Regions from separate parts of the Bos taurus genome. Here region 1 is linked to region 2. The links are chromatin contacts, called in public Hi-C maps. All regions are on one chromosome and are shown on one strand. The core of a region is the stretch at or near the end of the contact, and the rest is flanking DNA. Distances in the headings are between cores, read along the strand shown.

Region 1 (6,618 bases), core at 1,704-4,203, 39 kb before region 2:
TCCTGGCTACAGCAATGGGCTCCCCACACGTTCCGGCTCCATCAGTCAGGGGGCCATGAGGATCTCCTGTAGGTGGGGGTGGAGGTTCGACGCCACGTACAGGGTCAGCAGGAGGAGCCCCTCAAAGAGCCCCATGCTGACTTCCTACTGCTGCTGAAAGGAGTCACCACCGACGCCATGGCAGGGTGTATCCTGACAGCTCTGCGGTCAGAGTCTGAAACGGCGCTCAAGGGGCTTGAGGTGAGGCGAGGGCAGGGCTGGCCTCTCTGGAGGCTCCGGGGGAGAACCCATGTCCCAGCCTCTTCCGGCTTCCAGAGGCACCCACATTCCTTGGCTTGTGACCCCCGCCATCGGGGATACCACCCCAACCTCTGACTCCATCATCACGTCTCCTCCTCTTTCTCTGACCCCCCGCCTCCCTCTCCTGAGGACGCTCGTGACGCCCGAGTCCACCTGGATACTCCAGGCCCATATCCCATCACAGACCCTTCACTCAATCACGTCTGCAACGTCCCTTCTGTCACAAAAGGTGACACAGTCACAGGGTCTGGTGATGAGGACGTGGGCACTGGGATTCTGCCCACCAGACTCCACACAGACACAACTCTCTCGGGCCAAGGAGGCCAAGCAGGGCCTGGGAGGAAAAGGACGATCCCCCTCTTTCCATCTGGCCCAGAGAGGGTCTTCCCACTCCCAGGAATCTGGCGATTTTAGAAGGTTCGGGGCTTCTGAGTCAAGTTCCAGGCGGGATCCTGGCTCCTCTGGCCTCCAGCAGACGTCCTTCCCGTCCCCCAGCCGGCCCTGGCCACCTGCCAGGTCAGGAGACGGCACCAGGCCTTGGAGAGGTAAGCAGAGGCCAAAAAGCAAAGACGTGCCCTCCTCTGGAAGGTCATGGCCTCTGGGGGTGCAGGGGCCCCTGTCAGCCCCCTCCTCCCACCTCTGGGTGTGTGTTGCCGTCACCCAGAAACAGGATTTGCCAAACACCCCACTGATGGTGCTTCCGAGCTTGGCCAAACTGTCACGGTGAGAAGCACCCACGCAGAGGGCATCCCGGAATCAGCCTGCCATGAGCCTGGGACTCGCACAAGCGTGTCCCGTTGGAGGCCCACCCGCAGGTGGCTCTCATGAGCCTCTCGGCACCTCTGCAGCCATGCAGGTGGGCCAGGACAGGGACCGTCACACCTGCCCCCACACAGTCACAGGTGTGGGGGGGTCCCCTGGAGTAGGAGCCATGGGCAGGCAGGTGGGAAGGCCGCTGCACCAGCCGTCACGGGACTTGCCCGGGTCACGGGGCACGGCTCCCAGCCTGATGCTGCTCTCCTCTCCAAGCCCTGGTGCCGTCTGCTGACCTGGCAGGTGGCCAGGGCCGGCCGGGGGACAGGAAGGACGTCTGCTGGAGGCCAGGGGAGCCAGGATCCCGCCCGGAACATGACTCAGAAACCCCGAACCTTCTAATATCGCGGGGCATGCCCGGGGCAGAGGTTGGCACCATAATTTCCTCACTGCGCCCCGACCCAGCAGGACAGGTGAGCAGAGCCGGCTTCCACCAGGACCAGCTCCCAGGGGCACACAGCCCGCCCCCGCCCACCTCCCACGAGAACAGAGAGAATGTAACAGGGAGGAGGCAGCGGGGAGCAGTGTGAGCCCAGAGGGACCCTCAGACACACAGCTGCTGTGCTGACTTCCGGAAGCGCGGTTTCTGCAGCCAAGATGCCTCCTTGGTGCCACCTGGAGGCCACACAAGCCAGACTCCGCTCCAACAGGAGCCTCGGGCCCTACCAGGGCACCCGACACACCAGCGCTTTCAAAGGGACGAGGCGGACGCGGCTCCCCGAACGCAGGACCACCGCTCCCGCGGCCGGGCGTTTCCTGCTGCACCCGCCCACCAGGACCCAGGCAGCCCGCCCAGGCGGTCCAGCCCCTCCGCCTCCCCAAGATGCGCAGGGACAGCGCCCCCACGGCCCATCTCCAGGGAGACGGCGGGCCAGGGGGCACCTGCATTCATGCCCACCCACGCCCACCCACTTCCCAGCCCCCGGTGAAGACAAGGCGAGAAAGGAAGACGGCTCCGAGACTATTTTTAAACCCGTAAAAGTAGAACTCTCAAGCGAGAGTCCTCTTGGCACACAATTCAACAGGCCCCAGCCACCGCCGAAAATAAAAAATCAAGTGATGATCCTTAAAAAACTGCTTCCCACTGGCCAGGTGTGCAAATGCAGGGACCACCCGCTGCGCTGTTTCTGGGGCGTGGTCAGGTGGCAGGCTGCCCGCCTGGAAGCCCACCCGGGGGTCCCAGGCTCTGCCCTTCACATCCCTCCTCAGTGCTCCTTGAGTTCTCCCAGCCCCTGGCCTCCCAGCCCGGCCCACCCACTCCCCCAGCCTGAAGGCAGCAGAGCCATGCCTTCCCAAAGCGCCAGGTATGGGGTCATGAGCCGGGAGCATGCTTGTGGCAATCCCCCTGTGGCTTCCTGCACCCTCTCCCCTCGGGGAAGCCAGCTCATCACAGGCAAGGCCCTGCTTTCGCGGGGAACTTCCGTCTGCCTCTTCCCCAGCATTCACTGGCTGCTGGACACAGAGGCACCGTCCAGGAAGCGCTGGCATCACGCCGACAGCCAGCAGGCGGCGCGGCTCTAAGCTCTGACACGCCCACGAGACAGGCCGCACACCACTGCCTTTCAGACACGTTTTAGGAAACCGACCGGGGGCCTGGGGTGAAGGAGCAGAGCGTGAACATGTTTCTCATGTAAAATAAGCTGGAACAGGATCCCAGGCCGCGCTTCCACTCTCAACAGCTGATTTTCAGGAACCAGGGGCCGCCTTTCTGCAAGAGGTGGCAAGCTGACCTGACGGCCCCGGTCCAGGCTCCGGGGCTCTGAGCACGGCCAGCACCGACCCAGGGGACGTGTGTGCCCAGCCCCCACCCTGCTCCTCCTGCCAGCCGAGCGAGCCCTCGGGGCCTGGGCGGGGGAGGTGCCCGGCTGGGCACAGGGCCAGCTCGCCTCTGTCCAGCAGGGAGGCAGGAGCGGACATTCGCAGGAGTAAGCAAGAAACAGGCTCTCAGTTCAGAGCCGGCCCTGTGGGTCAGACACAGGCCCTTCAGGGCCCGTTTCGTCTCCTCCCAGGCCCCTGTGACACGCTCGGGCAGTTTCATCTCGTCTTCGTCCGCTGGTTATCCGATCTGTTTCCTCCCTTCCTGGCTGTCTGGGTCACCCATCTGCTGTCTTCCCGAAAGCGCAGAAACCACTCGATAAATGCATCACCACCAAGCTGAACTGTCCGACCCGGCCTCTGGCACGGACAGTTTATCCTCTCAGCTCAACATCGCAGAATAAACAGGAGCGGGGTCGGGCCTTTTTGGTTTGTTGCTCGTTTAGAGCCAGAACCCCAGAGAGACATCTGCAGGGTGGGTGCAGAGGTATCCACCCAATGCCACACCTGACCCCGACCCCGGCCGGCTGTGGGCAGCTGCCCCGCCGGACGCCTCCACCGGCAGACACTGGGCAGGCCTGAGGCCTGCTGCTTTCAATGGTGAGAAAGGGCTTCGTCAGCCTGAATCACCCAGACTGGCGCCCAGAAATTTCCTTCCTTCCAGCCTCGGCATCCAGAGGGGGGCTCTGCAGGCCGCGGGAGGCTGATGGCCACCCTCCTGCCCGCCTCCCCAGCCACCTTCTCCTGGAAGCCCTCCCACGGCGTCAGAGCTGGCCACACAGTCCCACTGCTTGTCGGGGCAGGAAGGGGAGTTCCCGGGAGCATCACGGCTCAGGGGCAAAGGGCCCCCCACTGCTGAAGCCTCCCTCCCCAGGAACGACCACAGTGGTGTGCCGGGGGCTGAGCCGCACACCCCTGGTACCACCCTGCAGCCCATCGAGGTAGGAGCCCACAGGCCTCACGTCCACCCAGGAAGAAGAAACAGCTCGGCAATATGGAACCCACACCCAGCTCAGGGCTGGCAACCCTGAGGTCCCAGAAGCAGCTCCCTCCAAGCTCCAAAATCCGTGCAGGTCACTCTGGGAGGCGCCTGCCCGTGCAGCTGACGATGGAGGAGCACTTCCCTTCCCAGAGCCCGTACCCAGCAGGCGATCGGTAAATGCACGCTCCTGCTCAGAAACCGCGCAGCAGTCTGCGTGTGTCCGTGCCCAAACAGCAGTAACAACTGAAATGCATTTCGGCCGAAATGAAAATGGATGGTGGCTTTTCATTTATTTATGTGCTTCTTTAACAAATTTAGCTTCCTGCTCCTGGTCCTGAGCCAGGACCCACTGCAATCTCCCATTCTTCATCCCTTCGCCATCTCCTCCCAGGAACACTTGTACTCTTCAATATTTAATAACTAAAGAAAGCCGCTGTAAGCCTGGGCTATTTCCTCCTCTCCGAGAAGAATAACAGTCTGCTTTTGGAGAAAAAGTACTACGGGTAATTGAATGGAACTTTAACACAGACCACTCAGGCGCTTTACAGATGGCGGGGGGCCAGGCTCTGGATGGTGGGACGTCCACACCACCCGCCCGCTCGGGGCTGAGTCAGAAGCCAGAAGCCTGGGGCCACCTCCGAGCAAAGCTCCCTGCCACCACCACCACCCCCTGCAGACCCGGGCGGGTTGGCCCGCCCAGCACACAGATGCAGGCTCAGAGGCCACCAAAACACCTCTGTGGGTCCACAGGGCGCCGACATCCTTCCTTCCACACTGTGCTCCCCTGGCTACCGGGATGAAGAGACAGGAGGCAGGGACAGGCTCTGTGCAGACTCCAACTCTGACCAGGTTTCCCTGCAACACCTCCTTCCGAGCACGGAGCTCCGATCGGAGCCTCGGGTTAGATGCTCAGGGTAGAGGAAGACGCACAGCCACACTCTCCAGACTTCCTGCTAAGAACCACCTGTAGCCACAGAACAGGCTGCAGGGGTGCAGTTACCACCTGTAGCCACGGAACAGGCTGCAGGGAGCAGGCGGGTTGCCCACACCACAGCCACAGGGCCAACCCACGTGGGACCGGAAGAGCTCTGAGAACCAGTCGGAGAGGCCTCCACGGTGTGACGCAGCGTGGGGAAAGCATGCCAACGTGGATATGAAGGGCTGGAGAACCACTCGGAGAGGCCTCCACAGTGTGACGCAGCATGGGGAAAGCATGCCAACATAGATCTGAAGGGCTGGTTTGCTGTTGTTTGATCGCCAAGCCACGTCCAGCTCTTTGTGACCCCGTGGACTGCAGCCTGTCACCCTCCTCTGTCCATGGGATTCTCCGGGCAAGAACACTGGAGTGGGTTGCCACTTCCTTCTGCAGGGGATCTTCCTGACCCAGGGATCGAATGTGTGTCTGCTGCTTGGCAGGCAGACTGTTTACCACCGAGCCATCCGGGAAGCCCATCTGAGGTGCACAGATACGGATTTATTTGCTTCTGTAGAAACCGATGGAAGGACGAGCTGTGCGGTTACAGACGACTGGTTATCTTCATGGGAAGAGGGACTGAGGGACCCTGGAGAGACGGCTGACGTCTCTGACTATTCCCTGACTCTGGAAACATGGAAAGAGTTCAGACCACCGCAACACTGCATCTAATTCTAGAATGAACACGGCAGTGTGCGTGGCGGGACAAAATGACATCCCAGACCCCCAGGTCAGATGTGCTGAGGACGCTCTGACCTCAGCCTCATCCTGAGGAAACACCAGACAAACCCAGCCCATGGCGGGGCCATCTGAGAACCAGGGAGGCGGAAGCACGGTGACTAAGACTCGTGGCCGTGTTTATAAGTCCCCGATCTCGTGAGGACACCAAACCCCCCTGCAAAAGCCCAAGATGCTCTAAGCAGAGAATCAGCTTGTTGCTTTGAAAGCTGGAATGTGAAAGGGAAAATTCAGCACGCCTCCTGCCTTTCTATACAAACTACGTTTCCGGGCAACCAAGGAGTTAAGTTTTCAGAAATACATTGATTAACAAATGGAGAAAGAAATGTCGGAAGTCGAAAATTACCATCTACAACCTCTAATGAGAAGATGGACGGAAGCCTTCAAGACAACCAGGTCATGATACACAAGAGAAACGGCCTCAAGGAAGCACACCCACCCACCACACCCTGTCCACCCCCACCGAGGAGGGGGCCTTCTGCAAGATCAGCCCACCCCCACTGAGGGACAGAGGACACGCTGGCTCGCGTGCTGGGACTGTGGGGATGCCCTAAGCAAGGTCCAGGGTGGGCAAGATGCACCTACCAACCACAATTAACAGATCCTGCTTGTGATTTCGGAGAACTGCCCTAAAAACGACCAGACAACTGGGGAAGTTTGAGCGAAAGTTGGATATCTGATGCTATTCAAGAAAAACTTGATTTTTCAGTTGTGATGCAAGGCTGTGCTTAGTCGCTCAGTAGTGTCTGACTCTTTGCAACCCCATGGACAGTGGGGAACCCACGAGGTTCCTCTGTCCATGGAGATTCTACAGGCAGGACACCGAAGTGGGTTGCCATGCCCTCCCCCAGGGGATCTTCCTGACCCAGAGGTCAAACCCAGGTCTCCCGCACTGTAGGTGGATTCTTTACTGTCTGAGCCACCAGGGAAGCCCTAACTCATTTTTAAAACATAATCAGGGTTTTCCCTGGCAGTCCAGTTAGGATTGCACACTTCC
Region 2 (6,577 bases), core at 1,433-3,932:
GGGTCTTCCTTTCCAGCGGGCACATGCCCTCTGCGGACCAGAGCCCCCTAGACGCTCAGGGAGGCCCCAGTGCACCAACGCCACAGAAGCCAGCCATCCGGACACACACAGGGGCTCAAGCGCCAGAAGCCCTGCGAGAATGGAGATCAGCCCAGGTCCCCGAGAGGGTGCAGCCCCCAGAAACGAGGGCCTGGCTGGAGGCACACCGCTCCACAACGGGAACCCCACTCCCACGCAAAGCTTGGGTGCAGTCGGCTTCAAGAGGGAACTCCCAAACCAAGACGCATGGGGAGCTGGAAGGGGCCCCCTGCCGCCCACGAGATGACCGGAGACAGACAGGTGGCCCCGTCCACCCGTCTGCAGGTGCTCAGAACCACCCACATGGGTCAGACCCTGAAACATCGAGGGGAGCCCTGCGCTTCTCCGATGACACTGACTCACGAGACGGGCGCTGGGCCTGGCACTGGGATCCCTCACCTGTAACATTGCTCAGATATGCGGATACAAAGAGAAAGTGCGCTTCGGGCTTACAACCTCCCCTGGCGACATCACTCTCACTAGAACCTAATAATACTTTGTGTTCATCGTGCCCGAGCCATTACTCTGTTCCATCAGACAGCAAGAAACGGTGATTCAGGAAAAGCCGGCCCAGGGCTCCTCGTCTCTGACTGGCGAGGGTGAGGCCCAGGAGGGCAGGGGAAGCAGGGGTCACACGGAGCTGCCGACCATCGGCTTCCTGATGCCCGCTCTGGCTGAAGAGATGACAGGAGCGCCTCACAGGCCAATGGCTTGGAGGGACCACCAGGTTCTCCTCTCACGAAGGGCCCCTGCCTGCCTTGGTGGGAGATGCAGGCTCAGGGTGGCCAGGATCACGCAGGACACACTCGGAGACTTCCCTGTGTGGCTTCCAGGAAATGCCTCTCCGGAGCGTGGGAGGGCAGACTGCACAGGGACAGGCCCTGCCCATCCCCAGGCCACACCCCACAGCCCATCAGCCACGGCAGCCCAGCGGAGAGAAGGGCAGAGGAGGGGAGGCACCCACGTAGACGCCCAGGGCAGTGGCGGGGGGTCGGGGGGAGAACCCACCTCCCCAGGCCCCAGGACCAAGCTGGCAAACCCTGTCCCCATGAGTCCAGCAATGTCCAGACTGCGGGTCAAGACCCCTGCCCACGGGCACAGTGCTGCAGAAGCAGCGACATCAAGGCCGAGGCAGAGGGAAGGTCAGGAAGGCCAGGCCCCCGACCTGGACCAGGCAGGGAGTCTTCAGAGGGGCGGCGGTAGAAAGGAGTGGCAGGTTTACCGAGGTCCCTGATCCCAAGGGTCCCAGCTACCTGTTGTGAGACTGTTTCATCCTAGCAGGGGACAAGAGCAAACCCCTGGAACACACTCACCCAGCCGAACCGTGTGTCCCCGATGGGCCGGGGACACACGGCAGAGTCAGGGCCACAACAGCCGCCCAGAAGGGAAGGGCACCGCGGCCTCTCCTGGTGTTGGGATCTCTGCCCTGGGTGTGTCCAGTCTGGAAGTGGGGTGGGGGCTGCACCATCTAATGCTCTCGTCAGCCCCCTCCCCGCTTACTGCTGGGGAAACTGAGGCAAGGGAGGGCTCAAGGCCTTCCTGCCCAAGGTCACCGAGCAGATGCCATGCAGACAAGACCCCAAACTTCTCTCTCAACCGCTGCACAGCCCAGCTCATCCTGCCAGGCCCAGGCCTGAGACAAGTCCCAAGGCCGGGCTGCGATGGGGGCTGGGGCCCAGGCACCTCCATTTTTGTGGGGGGAGTGATAAACAGAACTAGGAAGGCGAGAAAGGAACCCGGCGCTGCAAAAGGTGTGCCCAAACCAAATCCTCCCCGCCTCCGGAAATGTAGGGCTGGCAACACCTCCAGGGTGGGCTCAGCTTCCCTCAGGTCCAGGGCCCAGGCCGGGGCACGGACAGGTGCCCCAGCCCACCTGGTGGTAAGCCTGCCCAGGGGTGCAGGGCCTGCCCGGGTCAGGGGGCGCCTCAGGTTGGGGACTGCTGCTCTACGCCTCACCTCCCAGCGAGGCTGGCCCCAGCAAAGCCCCACCAGCTAAAAGCCCGGGACAAAGGGAAAGGAGACGGGGCAAATCGAGGGGTGCGGGGAGGGCAACTTTTTGGTGGGGTCATCTCCAGGGGCATAGGGGCCGGGGTCGCCCTCCACCTCTCCTGTGTCCCCCAGGAGTGAGCTCCTAAGACGACATTCACCGCGCCCCAGCCTGGACCCGGCGGCCTGCGCCCCACCGACCAACCTCCCATCTCAGGCTCCGCGCCCACGGGACGTCCTCCTCTCCCCGGCCGGCCGGGCATGACGCGGACCCGGAGACGCCGGGGCCCGCGCGCGCGGGAGGGGGGTGGCCGTGACGCGCGCCCAGGCCGCGCGGGACCCGGGGGCGTGTATGCGGGGCGCGTCCGCGCGGGTCCAGGCTCGGAGGGCCGCTGGCTGCGGGCGCTGGGAGGGCACTGCCGGGTTTCGGGCCGGCCAGCCCCCGAACGGGTCTGCGTGGCCGGCGAGTGGGCGTCCGCGCGCGCGCGCCGCTTACCCTGCGCGGAGATCGGGGCCACCTCTCATCCACCCGCCGCCTCGGCGCGCCCCTCACCAGCCGCCCGGCCGCGCTGCACCTGCCGCCCGCGCGGGAGCCGAGCGGCGCCGGGGAGCCCGGAGGAGGCGGCGGCCCCGCGGGTCCGGGCCACTAGCGCGGAGGCGGCGGCGGCGCCAGGTCGCGCGCTCGCGTCCCGCTGCGCGGAGTCTGCGCGCCCCCGGCCTGGCCTGCGCAGCCGCCGCCCCGCCCTAATCCCCGCCCCGCGTCGGCACGCCCCGCCCGGCGTCGCCCCGCCCCAAGACCTGAGCCGGCTCGCCCCGCCCCGCGCCGCCGCGCCACGCCCCGCGCCGCGCCTTAAAGGAGCCGCGCCCCCTTGCACGGCCTTGGCTCTCCCCTCCCGCCCCGGCGCGGCGGTCCCGCGGGGGCGCGCCTGCCCTGGCGGGTCCGCGCGCGAGAACGAGCGCGGTCACGCGGCGCCGCCTTTGTTTGGGTGGCGCACGTGCGCCCCCGCCACCTGCACCCACGCGGACGCGCAGCGGCCCCTCAGGGCGGCCTTCCGCCGCCTGCGCCCAGGGCCTCGCGGCCCCGCGAGTCTATAGGGCGGACGCCACGGGCACAGCCACGCACGGGCACGCGTGCCGCTGCCCCTTCATCCGCTGTCCGCCGGCCACGCATCCCAGGGGCAGCCGCAGTGGGACCGCCTGTGGTTCCGACCTGGGTCCAAGACGGCCACCCTCCCGTGGCGACCACATCCCAAAGGAAACCGCCTTTGCCCTGACGCCACGGTGCCCACGAGGGGAGGGAACCTAGAGCCTGCAGGGGAGGGTCGGTGCCGGGCACGCACCCCCTCTAGGCTGGCATACCTAGCAAGGGCTGAGCCCCATGCCGAGGGAGGGGACTCCCTGTCCTCAGGATCTGGACTGCTTTCTCTAAGTCGCACCTTTGTCATTCAAGGAATGCCCTCCACCAACCCTCCACTCTCCTGCATCTTCCCTGCGGGGAGACCATGGGGGTGGGGGTGGGGAGAAAGCTAGGCCTGTCTGCCTCTTTGCGACCCCGACCCCATGGACTGTAGCCCTCCAGGGTCCTCTATCCATGGATTCCCCAGGCAAGAATACTGGGGTGGGTTGCCATTTCCTTCTCCAGGGGATCCTCCCGGTGCAGGGATTGAACCCAGGTCTTCTGCATTTTAGGCAGATTCTTGACCCTCTGAGCCACCAGGGAAGCCCCCCTACCAAAGAGAACCCTGCCCATCCCTAGCCTCCAGAATCTAAGGCTGGCTAGCTCACAGGTAGAGGGGACCACACCTCCAAAACCACAAGTCCTCATCCTGGGTTAGGGGGCCCCACAATTAATTTCTCATCCAAGCCTGACCTGGGGAATGCTGCTGGGGCTTAGAGTGGGAGGAGCCAAAAGACCCGGCCCACAGGCCCCCCCACCCCCAGCCCTCTCAGCCACCTCTCCTCCCCTGGGCCCTCTGGGCTCTGCCTTGATCGTCCCATCTGCTTTATGTGTCTTCAGCCCAGCTCCCCTGCTCCGCTGCAAACCCAGTGACAGCGGGAGTCCTCCAGGCACCTCCGAGAATCCACAGCTAACCCCACACCACACCAATGCCCTAATGCACCTCCCCACCTCCAATCCAGTCCTCAAGTCTCCCAACTCAAGTGCTCCGGAAGCATTCCCTGAGGCAAGTGTCAACTGAAAAAAATTTGCACAGCCTAAAAGTCGAGAATTATGTTCTATTTGGCAGACTCACTTAGCCTAGCATGGCAGCCTTTCAGATACCTCTGAGGGACTTGTTCCAAAGAGGTCAGGAAAGGAGCCTTGGGCTTCCCTGGTGGCTCAGCAGGAAAGAATCCACCCGCAACGCGGGAGGTGCAGGTTCAATCCCTGAGTCGGGAAGGTTAGCCGGAGAAGGAAACGGCAATCCACTCCAGTACTCTTGCCTCAGAAATTCCATGGACAGAGGAACCTGGAGGGCTGTAGTCCATGGGGCTGCAAAGAGTCGGACTCAGAGACTTAACAACAACAGGATATACACCAGTTTTGGTTTGGGGGATAGATAGAGAAAAAGTAGATGAACAACAAAAGATTACTGATAATCACAAAAACAGACATCTCAAACTAAAGATTTTAGTGCTTTTTCTTCATGGATCACAGCCTTGTCAAGGCAAAGGGGCTTGTGTAACTCAAAGAACCTCTATGAGCCAGGCCATGTAGACAAACAACTTACGGTGCAGAGTTCTGACTAAACATGGTTACCTGGAGGAAGGGGTAGTAAACCGCTCCAGGATTCTTGCCTTGAGAACCCCACGAACAGTATGAAAAGGCAAAAAGATACGACCCCAGAAGATGAGGCCCCCAGGACGCAAGGTGTCCAGTATGCTACTAGGGAAAAATGGAAGGCCGTTTACTCATGAAGAGGCTGGGCCAAAGCAGAAACGATGCCCAGCTGTGGGTGCGTCTCGTGGTGAAACTCCAGTGCTGTAAAGAACAATATCGCCTAGGAGCATGGAACGTTAGGTCCACGCGAGGTGGATGTGGTCAAGCAGGAGATGGCAAGAGAGGACACTGACGTCTTAGGAATCAGTGAACTAAAATGGACCAGAATCGGTGAATTTAATTCAGATGACCATTCTATCTACTACTGTGGGCAAGAATCCCTTAGAAGAAATGGAGTAGCCCTCATAGTCAACAGTAGTCCGAAATGCAGTACTCGGGTGCAATCTCAAAAACGACAGAATGATCTCGGTTCATTTCCAAGGCAGGTCATTCAACATCACCGTAATTCAGATATATGCCCCAACCAGTGACACTGAAGAAGCTGAAGTTGAACGGTTCTATGAAGACTTACAAGACCTTCTAGAACTAACACCAAATAAAGATGCCTTTTTCATCATAGAGGATTGGACCGCAAAAGTGGGAAATCAAGAGATACCTGGATTAACAGGCAACTCTGACCTTGAAATACAAAATGAAGCAGGGCAAAGGCTAACAGAGTTTTGTCAAGAGAACACACAGGTTGTAGAAACACCCTCTTTCAACAACACAAGAGATGACTCTACACATGGACATCACCAGATGGTCGATACCAAAATCAGATTGATTATATTCTTGGCAGCCGAAGATGGAGAAGTTCTCTAACAGTCAGCAAAAATAAGACCTGGAGCTGACCATGGCTCAGATCATCAACTCCTTATTGCAACATTCAGACTTAAATTGAAGAAAGTGGGAAAAACCACTAGGCCGCTCAGGTATGACCTAATTCAAATCCCTTATGATTACATAGTGGAAGTGACAAATAGATTCAAGGGATTACATCTGATAGACAGAGTGCCTGAAGAGCTATGGATGGAGGTTCGTGACCTTGAACAGGAGGTGCTGACCAAAACCGTCCCAAAGGAAAAGAAATGCAAAAAGGCAAAGTGGCTGTCTGAGGAGGCCTTACAAATAGATGAGAAAACAAGAGAAGCGAAAGGCAAGGGTGGAAGAGAAAGATACACCCAACTGAAGGCAGAGTTGCAGAGAACAGCGAGGAGAGATAAGAAAGCCTTCCTCAGTGATCAGTGCACAGAAATAGAGGAAAACAGTGGAACGGGAAAGAATAGAGATCTCTTCATGAAAACTAGAGATATCAAGGGGACAAGGATGCAAGGGTGGGCACGATAAAGCCCAATAAGAATATGGACCTGACGGAAGCAGAGGAGATCAAGAAGAGGTGGTGAGAATTATACAAAGAAGGTCTTAATGACCCAGATGACCACGATGCTGTGGTCACTCACCTAGAGCCAGACATCCTGGAGTGTAAAGTCAAGGTGCCTTAGGAAGCATCACTATGATCCAAGCTAGTGGAGGTGATGGAATTCCAGTTAAGCTATTTCAAATCCTAAAATTTGATGCTCTTAAAGTGCTGCACTCAATATGCCAGCAAATTTGGAAAACAGCCGTGGCCACAGGACTGGAAAAGGTTAGTTTTCATTCCAATCCCAAAGAAAGGCAATGCCAAAGAATGCTCAA

Evidence for each region. Hi-C and Micro-C count contacts between places; a contact is called where the count stands out from the background.
Region 1: a Hi-C map of skeletal muscle shows a contact between it and region 2, with 4 times the contacts expected there. A contact is called at or near these places in 2 of 11 Hi-C or Micro-C datasets (liver and skeletal muscle).

What each region holds. Positions count from the first base shown.
Region 1 is chr5:116,873,661-116,880,278 of ARS-UCD2.0, reverse strand. The region is part of intron 3 of GRAMD4 (GRAM domain containing 4); the gene reads right to left. Among named protein-coding and RNA genes, the nearest start is that of GRAMD4, 39 kb to the right of the region's middle.
Region 2 is chr5:116,834,276-116,840,852 of ARS-UCD2.0, reverse strand. GRAMD4 (GRAM domain containing 4) reads right to left here and starts at 2,682. Exons shown (of 19, transcript NM_001102263.2): 1 at 2,561-2,682. The coding sequence starts at 2,589.